Regions from separate parts of the Mus musculus genome. Here regions 1 and 2 are each linked to region 3. The links are chromatin contacts, called in public promoter capture Hi-C maps. All regions are on one chromosome and are shown on one strand. The core of a region is the stretch at or near the end of the contact, and the rest is flanking DNA. Distances in the headings are between cores, read along the strand shown. Region 1 overlaps Creb3l2 (cAMP responsive element binding protein 3-like 2). Region 2 overlaps Creb3l2 (cAMP responsive element binding protein 3-like 2). Region 3 holds the start of Tmem213 (transmembrane protein 213).

The links. Promoter capture Hi-C pulls out the DNA fragments that hold promoters and counts their contacts.
Region 1: a contact with region 3 is called in a promoter capture Hi-C map of embryonic stem cells, with 4 times the contacts expected there. The contact joins the enhancer-like site here to the promoter of Tmem213 in region 3. A contact is called at or near these places in 5 of 39 promoter capture datasets (the 3T3-L1 cell line, embryonic stem cells, hematopoietic stem and progenitor cells and 1 more), 2 of 115 datasets of contacts at active chromatin or transcription factors (embryonic stem cells and trophoblast stem cells) and 1 of 9 other capture datasets (adipose tissue).
Region 2: a contact with region 3 is called in a promoter capture Hi-C map of stem cell-derived epiblast-like cells, with 3 times the contacts expected there. The contact joins the enhancer-like site here to the promoter of Tmem213 in region 3. A contact is called at or near these places in 7 of 39 promoter capture datasets (the C10 cell line, cranial neural crest, frontonasal cranial neural crest and 4 more), 1 of 115 datasets of contacts at active chromatin or transcription factors (extraembryonic endoderm stem cells) and 1 of 9 other capture datasets (embryonic stem cells).

The regions. Positions count from the first base shown.
Region 1 is chr6:37,334,989-37,338,972 of GRCm38.p6, reverse strand. Creb3l2 (cAMP responsive element binding protein 3-like 2) reads left to right here. Exons shown (of 12, transcript NM_178661.4): 9 at 2,659-2,758; 10 at 3,019-3,145. Among named protein-coding and RNA genes, the nearest start is that of Dgki, 37 kb to the right of the region's middle. Within about 2 kb of position 1,957, at least 68 of the 459 cell types and tissues checked have an H3K27ac peak or open chromatin away from gene starts, as enhancers often do. A contact at or near this core is called in embryonic stem cells, where this site is marked.
Region 2 is chr6:37,422,794-37,426,674 of GRCm38.p6, reverse strand. All of the region lies in intron 1 of Creb3l2 (cAMP responsive element binding protein 3-like 2), which reads left to right. Among named protein-coding and RNA genes, the nearest start is that of Gm33275, 6.7 kb to the right of the region's middle. Within about 2 kb of position 2,129, at least 53 of the 459 cell types and tissues checked have an H3K27ac peak or open chromatin away from gene starts, as enhancers often do.
Region 3 is chr6:38,107,503-38,111,334 of GRCm38.p6, reverse strand. It overlaps Tmem213 (transmembrane protein 213), which reads right to left and starts at 1,982. Exons shown (of 3, transcript NM_029921.1): 1 at 1,780-1,982. The coding sequence starts at 1,924. All of the region lies in intron 1 of Atp6v0a4 (ATPase, H+ transporting, lysosomal V0 subunit A4), which reads left to right.

The DNA.
Region 1 (3,984 bases), core at 708-3,207, 770 kb after region 3:
ACAATTCCCCCAAACTTAGAGCATCTGGCACTGTAACTGGGAGGGTTGTGGTGGAGGTCTGGCTTGGAACTTGTGCCACTCATCCCACCAAGGCGCTTTTGGGATATCTTCCTTGCTAAAAGTCCCTTTTCAGGGGGGTACCTGGAAGAATATTTGTCTTAGGAAAGTGGATGCTAATCCCAGGAGTCTTACCTAGAAATTGGAAGGGAGGGGTATTTCTGTTGTCCTGGGGAATCTGTTTTCTCAGACCGTGGGTGGGCAGAGAGGAAGTGTAGAATGTTTGATGATAAACAGGCAAAAAAATATATAAATAAATAATATTTATGTTTTTGCTTCCAAGCCACCAGAGGATGTTGGAGCAAAGTAGATGGCATTGGTACAGCTTGGGAAGGGTCCTTCTAGCTGAAGGCTGGGTAGAGAGAAGATGACCATCCCTGTGTAGCTTACAGCTGAGCTTACATCCTGGCACAAGAATGCTCAAGGCAGAGTTGGGGCACCCAGTGACAGCATCAGCCAACGCTGGAAGCAGTGAGGTCCCTGCTGTAGTTCAGCAGGCAGCCCAAGACCTTAGGATCGATGCCTTGGAAGAAGTGTTCCTGCCTGTGGGCTTGCTTGTATATAGGTCCCAGGACTTGAGGGAGAACCTCGAGAGGAACTTGGGGCTGGCATTACAGATGACAGTCACATGCTACACACACACATGCTACGGCTGGCAGGATGGCAAGTCTGTAGAATGAGTTCCACTGAGCCATTGGCCAGGCAAGAGCTCACTCAGTATCTGGTGCTGCTGCGGTGGGGGCTGTGTTGGTGGGTAGTGCAGAGGCTTCTGAGGAAGCTTAGGCAGGACAGAGAGGAAATTCTACGACAGAAGAAAGTTCTGCAGCACAGGGACTCTTGGTTATGAACTTTTAAAGTGGAATTTAAAATAAGTGTGCTATCAGCATTTCTTCACCTTGAGCAACATGCAGTGTGCTTTTAAAGCAAATCCTACTTTGATAAATTAATAAGGGTCATGTCTAACCCCATCTGGTCATGCTTTTATATAGCCAAAATGAAAAGTATGATTGAGTACAATAGCCTTCCATAGGAAATATTATCTTGCTATCCTAAAATTATTCCACATGGCAAAAAACACAGAGTGGGTAGGACCACAGGGAGATTTTTTTGAGTTTAGAAAGCCTTCTACCATGTGTGCTGAGGGCTGTTCAAATTCTTTCACCAAGTCTACCTCCACTGATACTGCAGAAAGGAAAACCATCTCAAAGCCAGCCTACCCTTGCTTAAACTAAGAGAATTCATGTCTTTGATACTGGGCAGGACAGAATTACAAACCTCAGAAAAGCTTGCATGTGTTTTCATCATTGGAAAGACATGCCGCGGGTAGGCTGTGATGGCAAGCAAGATGTGAGGAAATCCCAGAATTCTTCTTGCCTGGCTTTCAAACATTCCATCACGGTTCGCTGTTTTCTGAAAATCTTTGATACTCAGACCGTATGTTCTCACAAACCCTTTCCATTTTGTAGTGGATGCCGGCCTTGAGCAGAGCTGATGAGAATGAGGCAGGGGTCCCAGGCTTTATGCTAGTCCCCCTGAGTCCCGGGAGACACTCTAACCTGGGAGGATGTGCTGCCAGACCCCTGCTATGTCTTGCCATTCTTGGTTTAGGATTTGCAAAGATGCTCCCACACAACATCCTGATATTACAGTGTGTATACTGCTGTCCTCATCTCTGAACATCCACAGTTGTCCTAGCTGGGGAGTACCATCCCCCTTTCCCTCTCTCCTCTTCCCTGCTCCCTCCCTTCCTCTGCAGAGTGCTCTGTGTAAACTTGCCGCTCACTGATGGACTGGCCATTTCCAGTCAAGCCACCACCTCTGGCCCCTCCTGCTATTGTTCTCTGCCGGCCTTTGTTTCTCTCCTTCTCTTGTTTTTGTTTTTATAGATCAGTGTCTCTCATCTCTTGGTGAAACGAGCCTCCTTTGTAATTACCACTGCCCTAGTCAGTTCAGACTGCTGTAACACAATACCATAAAAGGACTGGCTTGGAAACAACAGAAATGCATTTCTTGCTGTACTGGAGGCAGAGGCGGCCAAGATCAAGGTGCTGGCAGATTCGGTGTCTGGTAAAGGCTGCCTTCTGGTGCAAAGAAAAAAACGACAGCTCCTAGCTGTGTTCCCATGTAGTGAAGAACTGTACTTTTAGCCCCTTATGTGGGCACTCGTCCTGTTATTAAAACTCTATTCTCAAGGCTACTCACCCCACACCCCCTGCCTATTATCATTATATTGCAGCTTCAGTCTGAACATAGGAACTTGGAGAGAGGGGAGTCATCCAACCAGAGTGTCCTTTTCTTCCCTCATTGGCTGACAGACAAGTTTCTGCCTGTCAGGGTTGATTTGGGGGCTCCTCTCTTGCCCAGAACAGCTGCAGGCTGCAGAGCTGTTGTCAAGGCTGACTCTGAAGCTCCAGGGGGTTCTGCGGTGGCGCTGCCAGCAGGTGTAGTCCAAAGGACACCCGCCCAGGTGTAGTCCTTTTGCCGTGCTTCCAGACCCTGCTCAGTCACAGGTGTGAAGCCGCTATGACTTCTGCGGGAGAGTCGTTCAGAGCAGCTCGCTCTCACGTGCCCCTTCCTGACTTTCACTTATCACCGTGGCAGGACTCTCCTTCAGCAACTTCAGAAGCTTCAGACTTTGGTGATGGGGAAGGTCTCTCGAACCTGCAAGTTAGCTGGCACACAGACTGGCACCTGCCTCATGGTGAGTTTCCCAAAGGGACTTCCTCCCCTGGCAAGCCCCCCATTTCCAGACTCCCCTACCTTGAAAATGCTAACAATGAATGAAGCCAGAGAGACCATACATCCCGTTCCAAGGCTTCCCCTTGTCTCGTCATTTCAAGGACACAAGTGAGGGTGACCTGACCCCTAACAGACTTGTGCTCTTTCTTGTCCCTTGTTCCCAGAGGTCAGCCACCCACAGTCTGAGCTCTACAGCTCCCCGTGTTCTCTCCTTACCTCTAGGTCGTTGTGCTTTGCTTTGCTGTTGCATTTGGAAGCTTCTTTCAAGGCTATGGGCCTTATCCTTCTGCCACCAAGATGGCTCTGCCCAGCCAGCATCCTCTGTCAGAGCCATACACAGCCTCCGTGGGTAAGTCACCACCTTGTTTTTGTTTGCCTGCAGTTGGCTTTCCGAGCTCTCTGCAAGGGATCCCAACCCATGTGTAAGAGTAGAGCATCTCTGTTTGCAGGTGGGGTGTTCTGGGAGTGGCCACTGGACTCCCTGGGTAGCACCAGGAATTCTCAAGAATTCCACAGAGAGTTAACAGAAGTCCCTAGTGCTCCAGATTCCTTCTCTGATAAGCCCTGACACCCCCTTTGGAGTTCTGACTTGGGGTGGGGTGGGGCGATGTGGATCTTGGAAGACCAGAGAGCGAGGAGGACATTTAGCTTGCTCTGATATCTCAGAGTCTCTGACTCCCTGAGGGGAGTTATATGGTGTTGCAGTGAGAGTTTGCAACAAAAATTAAAGAACTCATCTGTCTTGGGCTCAAGACTTTGGATGCTCAGAGATGTTCACCAGATAGCATATACTGTTCTCACCTTGACCAATGGTAATCTTTTGAGTATTTAGAAAACAGAGGGGAACAAGGAGGGAATATACACCGAGTGGCACAGCTCTATTAGCAACAACACACAGCAAGTTTGGAGGCACTGGATTTGAGAAAGGGATAATTTCACCATTCTCGAAATGTCTGTGGACTGCAGCCGTTAGGCCTATCCAGGCTAGACAGGTGATAAAATGACATTCCTTTCAGATAATTTCAGTCGATTCTTGGGGACCTTCTGCACCTAGGAAGATAGCTTTAAATTTTGTAAGTTAAGGGGAGCACTGTTTCTATATTCAGGAAAAATGGTTGCAGAGTCATCTATGTGACTCTCCCATAATGCAACAGAGGTTGTCGCCCTCTGACTTGTTGGATTGGCTTT
Region 2 (3,881 bases), core at 880-3,379, 680 kb after region 3:
GGCTGACAGGTTCAGAGGTTCAGTCCAGTATCATCATGGCAGGAAGTATGACAGGCATGGTGCTGGAGGAGCTGAGAGTTCTGCATCTTGATTTGAAGACCACCAGGAGAGCCTGGCATCCTCAGGCAGCTAGGAGGGAGCTCTCTTCCGCAATGTGTGGTATCTAAGAATAGAAGGAGACATGGTGTGTCTCCAAAGCCCACCCCCACACTTCCTCCAACAAGGCCACATTTCCTAACAGTATCACTACCTATGGGCCTGAGCATATTCAAACCACCACAGAGTTACAGCAAGAGGGGACAAGATACCTGTCAGCCGCTGGAGCAACTGTCCATTACTCGACACTGAGATTACCAACTTCATGTTTACCTTATGCAAATAGCTTTCCTTGCTATTTAGAGGAATCTGTTAGCATGAGAAGAGTGGAGGAGGGGGACCATAATCGTGGTTGAGTGACCCATGTGGGACTACAACCCACAGCTTCACAAAGCTCATAACCCCTCCATTTTATGACACTCCTTCCCTACCCCCAGCTTCCCAGCAGAGCTGTTCTACCATGGCACTGAGGAACAGGAGTGAGGACAAGGAAGTCACATGGAGTTCCTCTGGGCTGCATCCAGTCTTGAACTTTCTGAAGAAGGTCATAAAAATAGCCTCAAGTGGTAGTACATGCCTGTAATCTAAACACTTAGGAGGAAGGGATAACCGGGTCATCACAGTTTTGAGGTCAGTCAGGGTTACATCCTGTCAAAAATAATAAATACGTGTCCATGGAAGTTGAGTTGTTCTCCTCCTCAGAGAGCCTCCTGAGACCTGGGCTGTAAGATGGTATCTCTCTTTCCTTTCATCTGGACCCGTTAACCCCATCATACAACAGAAAGTCACGGAGACGCCTCCCTATGGATGGGCCCTTTCCTACAGTGTCTCCTGACACATTCAGTGAAGCTTCAGGAAGAAGCTTCTAGAAGCCTGTGTCTAAATTTCCATCTCCCTCGGAAGTTACGCTTTTTATTTTCACGAAAATGTCACTGTGGTTCTTGGCGTTGACCGTGAGAGAGTGAGCCCTTGGCTACACAGCTGACATGTTTTAAGCAGGTACCCAAGCAGCCTCCAACAGGAGGCTTTCTGATGTCTTTGGTCTTTCATGAAATGGTCTTTGCCAACTGATAGAGAAATCCCCTGATTGAGAGACTTTTCTCTTTTACTGCTCACTTAAGAAACTCACCCCAGCCAATTTGCTTTTAGAAAAATAAAACAAACAAACAAACCAAAAAACCCCCACACCCGTCACAATTTAAAAACTATAAAAATCACAAGCACATTGGTGACCATCTTGAAAGCCCAGCAATTTAAACAGGTTAAGAACCTACTTATGCCATGAACCAAGAGTGCTCCTTCTAAGTCCTCCAGGGCTCTTGTAGTTACTGGCCAGTGTTCACGGGCCTGGAATTTTCCTATGCATTTATTCTTCCATCTTTATCACAGAGACCTTTGTTTTTATGACTGCAAAGTCAGCTGCGTCCTTTGCAACCTATGCTTACACTGATGGAAGGAAGTGGAAAGGTGAATCAGGAAAGCCTGGATTGAGAAGCCAAGGATTCCTCTACCTTCATCAGAAGCCCACTTGCCTTTCTTTGACCACCTCTCCCAAAAGAGTGGCCAGAAAGAAGGCTTTCATTATAGCTGAGCGTCTTTCTACCCAGGATGAAACCTGGATGAGAAAGGTGGATACCCCATGGCCAAGCAGCAGTGTCTGTTGTGACATCAGAGTCCCATTTGACCAGGCTTACGCAGTCATTGGTCTAGAGACGAGCTGGGAGCTGATCACAGTCCCTTCACCCAACAGATGGAGGGACTGCTTCCTTCAGAGGACGGGGACGAAATCCTCAGTGGTCCTTTGGATACTTCTGGGTGGGTGCTTGTTCTGACCTGTTAACTGTGGCTGGAACATGGGTGGAACTGGAGATGTGGGGAACAGGGAAACAGGCGGTGTTGTGTGTAGGAATCAAAAGGCGTGATTATGCTTTCTCAGGAAAAGCGGCTGGCCAACAATAATTAAGGGGCTGCCTCTGAGTGCAGGGCCTGGAATCCGGCCCTCTGGAATGATCGCAAAAACCGTTCCTTGTAAGGCTCAGCCCTGCCCCTGAGGAGTGCAGGCTAAGAGGGCTCACAGCTACAGTTGCAACGAAGAGGCACCCAAGAGGTGAATGGGAGAAGAAAGAAAGGCCATGGAGTCAGAGTAACCAGGGCCAGATGTTGGCTGCAGGGGAGTGGACTTGGAACAGGCATTTGTAAAGCTCTCCTATGTGGTGGATGGGAATCCTGCTTTGACAGTAAGCAGTTTTGTTGGTTGGAAATAGTGCTGTAACCGGCCAGAAACCTGGTGTGTTTTCCCTGCAAGAGCAGCCTAAGCCACTGATGCACAGGGGTGTTAGAGTACTCGGGTGACTATAAGCCAGTGGCTCTCAAAGTACTCTGAGACTATAAGCCAGTGGCTTTCAAAGTACTCCGAGACTTGAATTGGACTGGAAACCTCTGGAATGCTCTCTAGGATATTAGATATAGACTGTGTATTGGCACCTCTCATGAATGTTAAAAAAAAAAAGCAGCCATGTTACATCGTGTTGCTAATTAAAGGCCTCTTAACACGTTCTTGGGATTCTAACAGGTTGAAAGTGACCTTTCTGACCATCAGTGGTGGGCTCTGGCCCTGTACTCACTCACAGGTCCCTGAGTAAAGACACCATTTCCCCTCTGGTCCGGTACACTGACCTTGGCTGGCGGGCTGTTGCAGGCTCTCTGATTTGGAGCGTCAGTGGACGTTTCTGAGTTGATTGCGGTTCAGACGGGAGTATTTTCCAGCCCCTTGCTTCTTTTAACTTCTTTCCTTGTTCTTGGTATTGCTAATTCTTTTCTACACCCATTTTGAATTTTATTTGACCTCGAATTGTTAAGTTCCCTTTAAGTCACTTAAAAGCCCTTCAAAACCTGGCAAACAAGAGTGTACTTGAAGAGTGTAGATGCAGAGACTGGGCCTGGCTGAGGGCTGAGGCACTCCTGACCCCAGGACACTCACTCCATAGTCCTTGAGGCATGCAAGAGGAATTTGCCACCATCCCTGCCCACCTCTTCCACATGGCCACTGCTCTTTCCTTTCTCTCTTGGTCCCTCTGTGCCTTTGCACTCCTCCTCCTTGTTCTTGGGCCTGCCTTCCACCTTCTTCCCTTGTTTCTGCTTCTAGCAGCCTTGAACTAGGGGTTTTTCTACTCTCAGAGTGACCTCTTTCACAACAAGGACTTGGCAGCCACAGTGTTTTGGAGGGTATCGTCTACAAGGCATGTATTCCTACCTGTGTGGGGTGGATTTCTCTCTGGTGTATGGAAAGTGCATGATTTTAGTCCCAGACGTATGGGATAGCTAGGGCCAGAGGAGGAATCCCATTGTGCAAATCCACGGACTAGTGAATAAACATTGGGTCAACAGGGACAGGAGCTAGGTAGGCGTTCTTGGAGTTAGAGATGGATGAGCAAGCAGCCTGATTTCTGGTCACGAGGATAATTTCTTCCCATTTTGCCTTTCCTGTCCCTCGCTCTGTTTATCTGAAATACTGGTTCTGTAGCCCTACCCGTTCTCCAACCCATGTTTAGAAATCTCTGCTCTGTATTTTCAGAGCTGGACTAGCAAGTTGGAGGCATGTGAAACTCAGCTGCTATTTACAGGTGTCTATAAGCTTGGCGCAAGCCTCGGGCACCAGCTATCTTCCCCTTTCTTCAGCTGTACTTACGTAGGCCTAGGGGACACTCTGCTGGTGTGCCACCTTCTTAATTAGACCTCCGGTCACTTCCTTGACTGACTCCAACACTTTTGGAGCTGTGAAAGTT
Region 3 (3,832 bases), core at 733-3,232:
CTATCTTCCTGCCTGCTATGAAACCCTGATTCTCCTGCCACTACCTCTCAAGTACTAAGGTGACCAGAATGTACCACCGTGCTGGCTTCGGGCGATGCTGCAGATTGAGCCTTGCGTGTGCTCAACAAGCCCTCCCCCAAGTGAGCCGTGCCCCTGCCCAAGAGACTGACTTTTGAAGAGCCTTTCGGGAAATTCTATGACTGTCTACTTGAAAATGGAAAGGAGGGCTTAGAGCTCTTAATGCCCCACTGCCCGTGGGTCAGCTTGTCCTTCAGAGGTGGTGTTTACACAGGGCAGGGGAATTAAGGAAGAAAGTTGTTACTCAACCACAGCCATAGAACTGCTGCCACCCAATCCCAGTCCCGCCATCCCGCCTAAAGTATGCTAATAACCTTGATACAATCTGACTAGTGTTGTAAATCATTTACATAGTTTAGAGTGGAGCCCAGTTTTGGAGAAACTGATTCCTGGACATTAGAAATTCCCTTCAAAACCAAGTCATGTCATTAGCTTGTCTCTCCACCTAGGGTGGGAGTATTCTCAGGACAGAGTAAATGAATGGGGGGAAAATTAACGAGATGCCAGTATTAGCTTGAATCCTGTGAGGTTGCGATTCTTAGAGGTCAAAACTCTCTTTTTATCAGGGGCTTTATATTTGAATATCACCCTTCAGTGTTCTAAGAACCAACCAGGGATTGGTGAACTAGGGGAGACCCAAAAGGCACTGTCATGGTAAACAGAAGAAGAACAACCATAAAACCTCGCCCCCTCAATGTATCAGTATGTGGTTGATAAATTGATAATAATCATAGCTGCTGGCATTAACTGTGTGCTTGTTTTGTTGTAAATTATTTACAAGCTGTGACTCATCTCCTCTTTACAAAATAAATCACAAACCACCCTTGACTCCCCAGTGTTATAAACAAGGAATCTGGGGCACAGAGAGGTAAAGTAATTTGCTCAAGATCACACAGCTAATAAGCAAGATGAGGAGAGAGGCGTCAAGGTTCTGTAGCTCTGAAGGGTCCCAAGAGCCTTCTGACAGTTCCTAGACTAGAGACTCAGGATGACAGAGTATTGAGAAGGGTGTGCCAGGGAGTGGGGTCACTCCAAGGAAGCTTGAGACAAGGTCAGTGCCAGGATCAGGAGAGACGAAGCCAGACTGCTAGATGCTCAGGTGTAGAACCCAGCTAGGAAAGCTAAGCCTCTTCCCATGTGAGAAAAGAAACTACCCAGGGTGAGAAACTGTGCTGTGCTTCTGATGCCAGCCCTGAGGAGGCGCAGGGAGGGGGAGGGGTAGGAGGAGGTTAGAGAGCCGAGGTAGCAGCGGTCCAGTTTCAAATTGGCCCGGGCAGTCCGGGTTGGAAGGAGCCTCTGCGGCGGTGCTAAGGGGAGGTGAGGGTCCATCCTGAGGGAGCCTTGGAAGAGCTATGGGAAATAGCAGGGGAGCCAGCCGTACCCCTTTCTACAAGTTTGGTCCCCTGATGAGTGAGATGCCTGCTGGCAAATTGGCAAATTTGTTTGTTGTGTTTTGTTTTGTGGCAAGGGTCAACAGGGGTGATTGCTGCTGTCCTACCAAAGGAATTGATTGCCAGGAACCCAAGACGCCCCCAGCTGACTCCCACCCCTGCCGGCTCTGTTTCTAATCCTCCAGGGAAGGGACTCCCGTTTCCTCTTTCCTCTGGGCAGGACCAACCCTGGCCAAGGAATCCTCCCCTTCCCTGAGTCCTGCCCTCCCCTTTCCAAGGTGGCCAAGAACTAGCTCAGAACTACTGTTACCTGTACCGCAGGATAAGTGGAAGGAGGTGAGGACCAGGCTGAAGAGGAGGGCGGCCTGCGGGGCAGAGGTGAGGTGCCCAGGGTTTCGGAGGAAGACACCTGACTGGGCCATGTTGCTGCAGAGGTGCCCTGGGGTGGAGAACATGTGTCCTGTGTGTGCTGGGTTTGAGGTGACTCCTGTCCTGCAGGAACTGGGAGTCTGTTCAGTGTTTGGGGGTAAAGAAAGAAGGTGGAGCCAGGTGAAATGCCTGTCACACCTGCCTCTGTAACTGTGGCTGGGGGAGGGGAGGGGCAATCCCGGCCTCCTTCCCTGAGACAAGAGTTCCCATTGAGGAAGAGGGAGGCGATTCCCTTAGACCTGCACTTGCTGTTGCTTCAGCTGCAGGCATAGTGTAGATTCTCTAAATCAATTACTTATTGATTTGAGTAATTATCAATTATTTATTGCTTACCTGCAGCTGTGTGCACTGAACTATGCTATAACCTGCAAACACCCCAGCTTAGCGTGTTGGCATTACAGAAACCCAAGATCCTGAGCAACCTGGGAAGTGATTGCATGACTAAGGACTCTGGGCATCAGCAACAAGAGTCCAGTCACCTCTGCTGATGAGACACTTTAGGGAGCAAAATGACATTCAGACAGGGCCTTGAGGAATGCATAGGATTTTGACAGGTGGAGAGGAGAAAGAGGCCCTGCAGTAGGAAACTCCTTTGAAGCCCACTGTGACCCTGACATAGATAAATTTGGTCCCACTCTGGATAGGGAGATTTGTGCCTGTGTCAGGAAGCAAGAGGGAGGCTGTGTGAAGGTCCTGAACTGAGTAGTGGCAATCTGTGACTGCTGCTTTTAGCCTAAATGTTTGACTGACAGTATTCTTAAGTGTCCTTACCTAAGGCAGTACATTCCAAGAACTCAAGTGGATGCTTGAAACCATGAATACTGCTGGAATACACGCGCATGCATTGCACGTACGCACTTTCCTAGAAATGCATACCTATGGTAACGTTTAATTTATGGTTATAGTAAGATTACTAACACAACTAATAATTAAGCAGCAATTATAACAATGTATTATGTACTATTTAAAACTTAGGAATGCCTGGTTGTGGTAGTGGTGGTAGAGCATGCTTTTGATCTCGGCATGCCTGAAAGAGAGATGGATCTCTGAGTTTGAGAGCAGCCTGGTTTACAGAGTGAGTTCCAGGGCAGCCAGGGCTACACAGAGAAACTCTGTCTCCAAGAACAAAATAGTGGGTGCTGGAGGAATGGCTTAGTGGTTAAGAGTACTAATTGTTCTTCCAGAGGACCTGGGTTCAATCCCCAGCACACAATGGCAGTTCACAACTGTTTGTAACTCCAGTCCCAGGGTATCTGACACCAATACACATGAAATAAAATTTTTAAAAAGGAGTCTTGCTTATAAATACAACAATAATAACAATTTAGGAATTGCTTCTGGAATTTTCCACTTAATATGAACAGCGTATAACTGAGGCCAAGTAACTGAAATCTCAGGAAGTGAAAGCGGAGAAGAGGGAGCTGACATCGGTGTGTTGCATCGGTGTGTTCCACACTCAACCCTGAGGGTGAAAAGCGCCCAGGAGCGCCATTTGAGACTCTGAGGTAACAGACATGGTTTCTGTCCTTGAGGAGCGCACACTCCATCAGAGACCAAGCAAGGAAGAACTTGAATGCAGTATGGAAAGACAGTAATGGAAAGAGGGGAGGGATAGTGGTTATTTTGGAGCGGGGGGGGGGGGGGGGGGGGCGGGCAGGGGAGGAGCATACAGAGGAAGTGACGTCTAGCTGCATGTTGACGTTTGCATATGCAGATGGGAGTTGATGGGTTCTTCCAGTGGCAGCAGGGCTAGCTCAGAACTTTATCCCCTGTGTACCTACACACAGCCCAGTAAGGATCACTATGGCTGCAGTCTAGCTCACTGAAAGCTCTGCAAAAGGCGATCACGTCTCACTCCCGTAATGCTAGGAATTAAGAGATGAGAGCGCGAAGATCGAGCCTGGGCCAGCCCCGGCTACATGAGCCTCCCCACC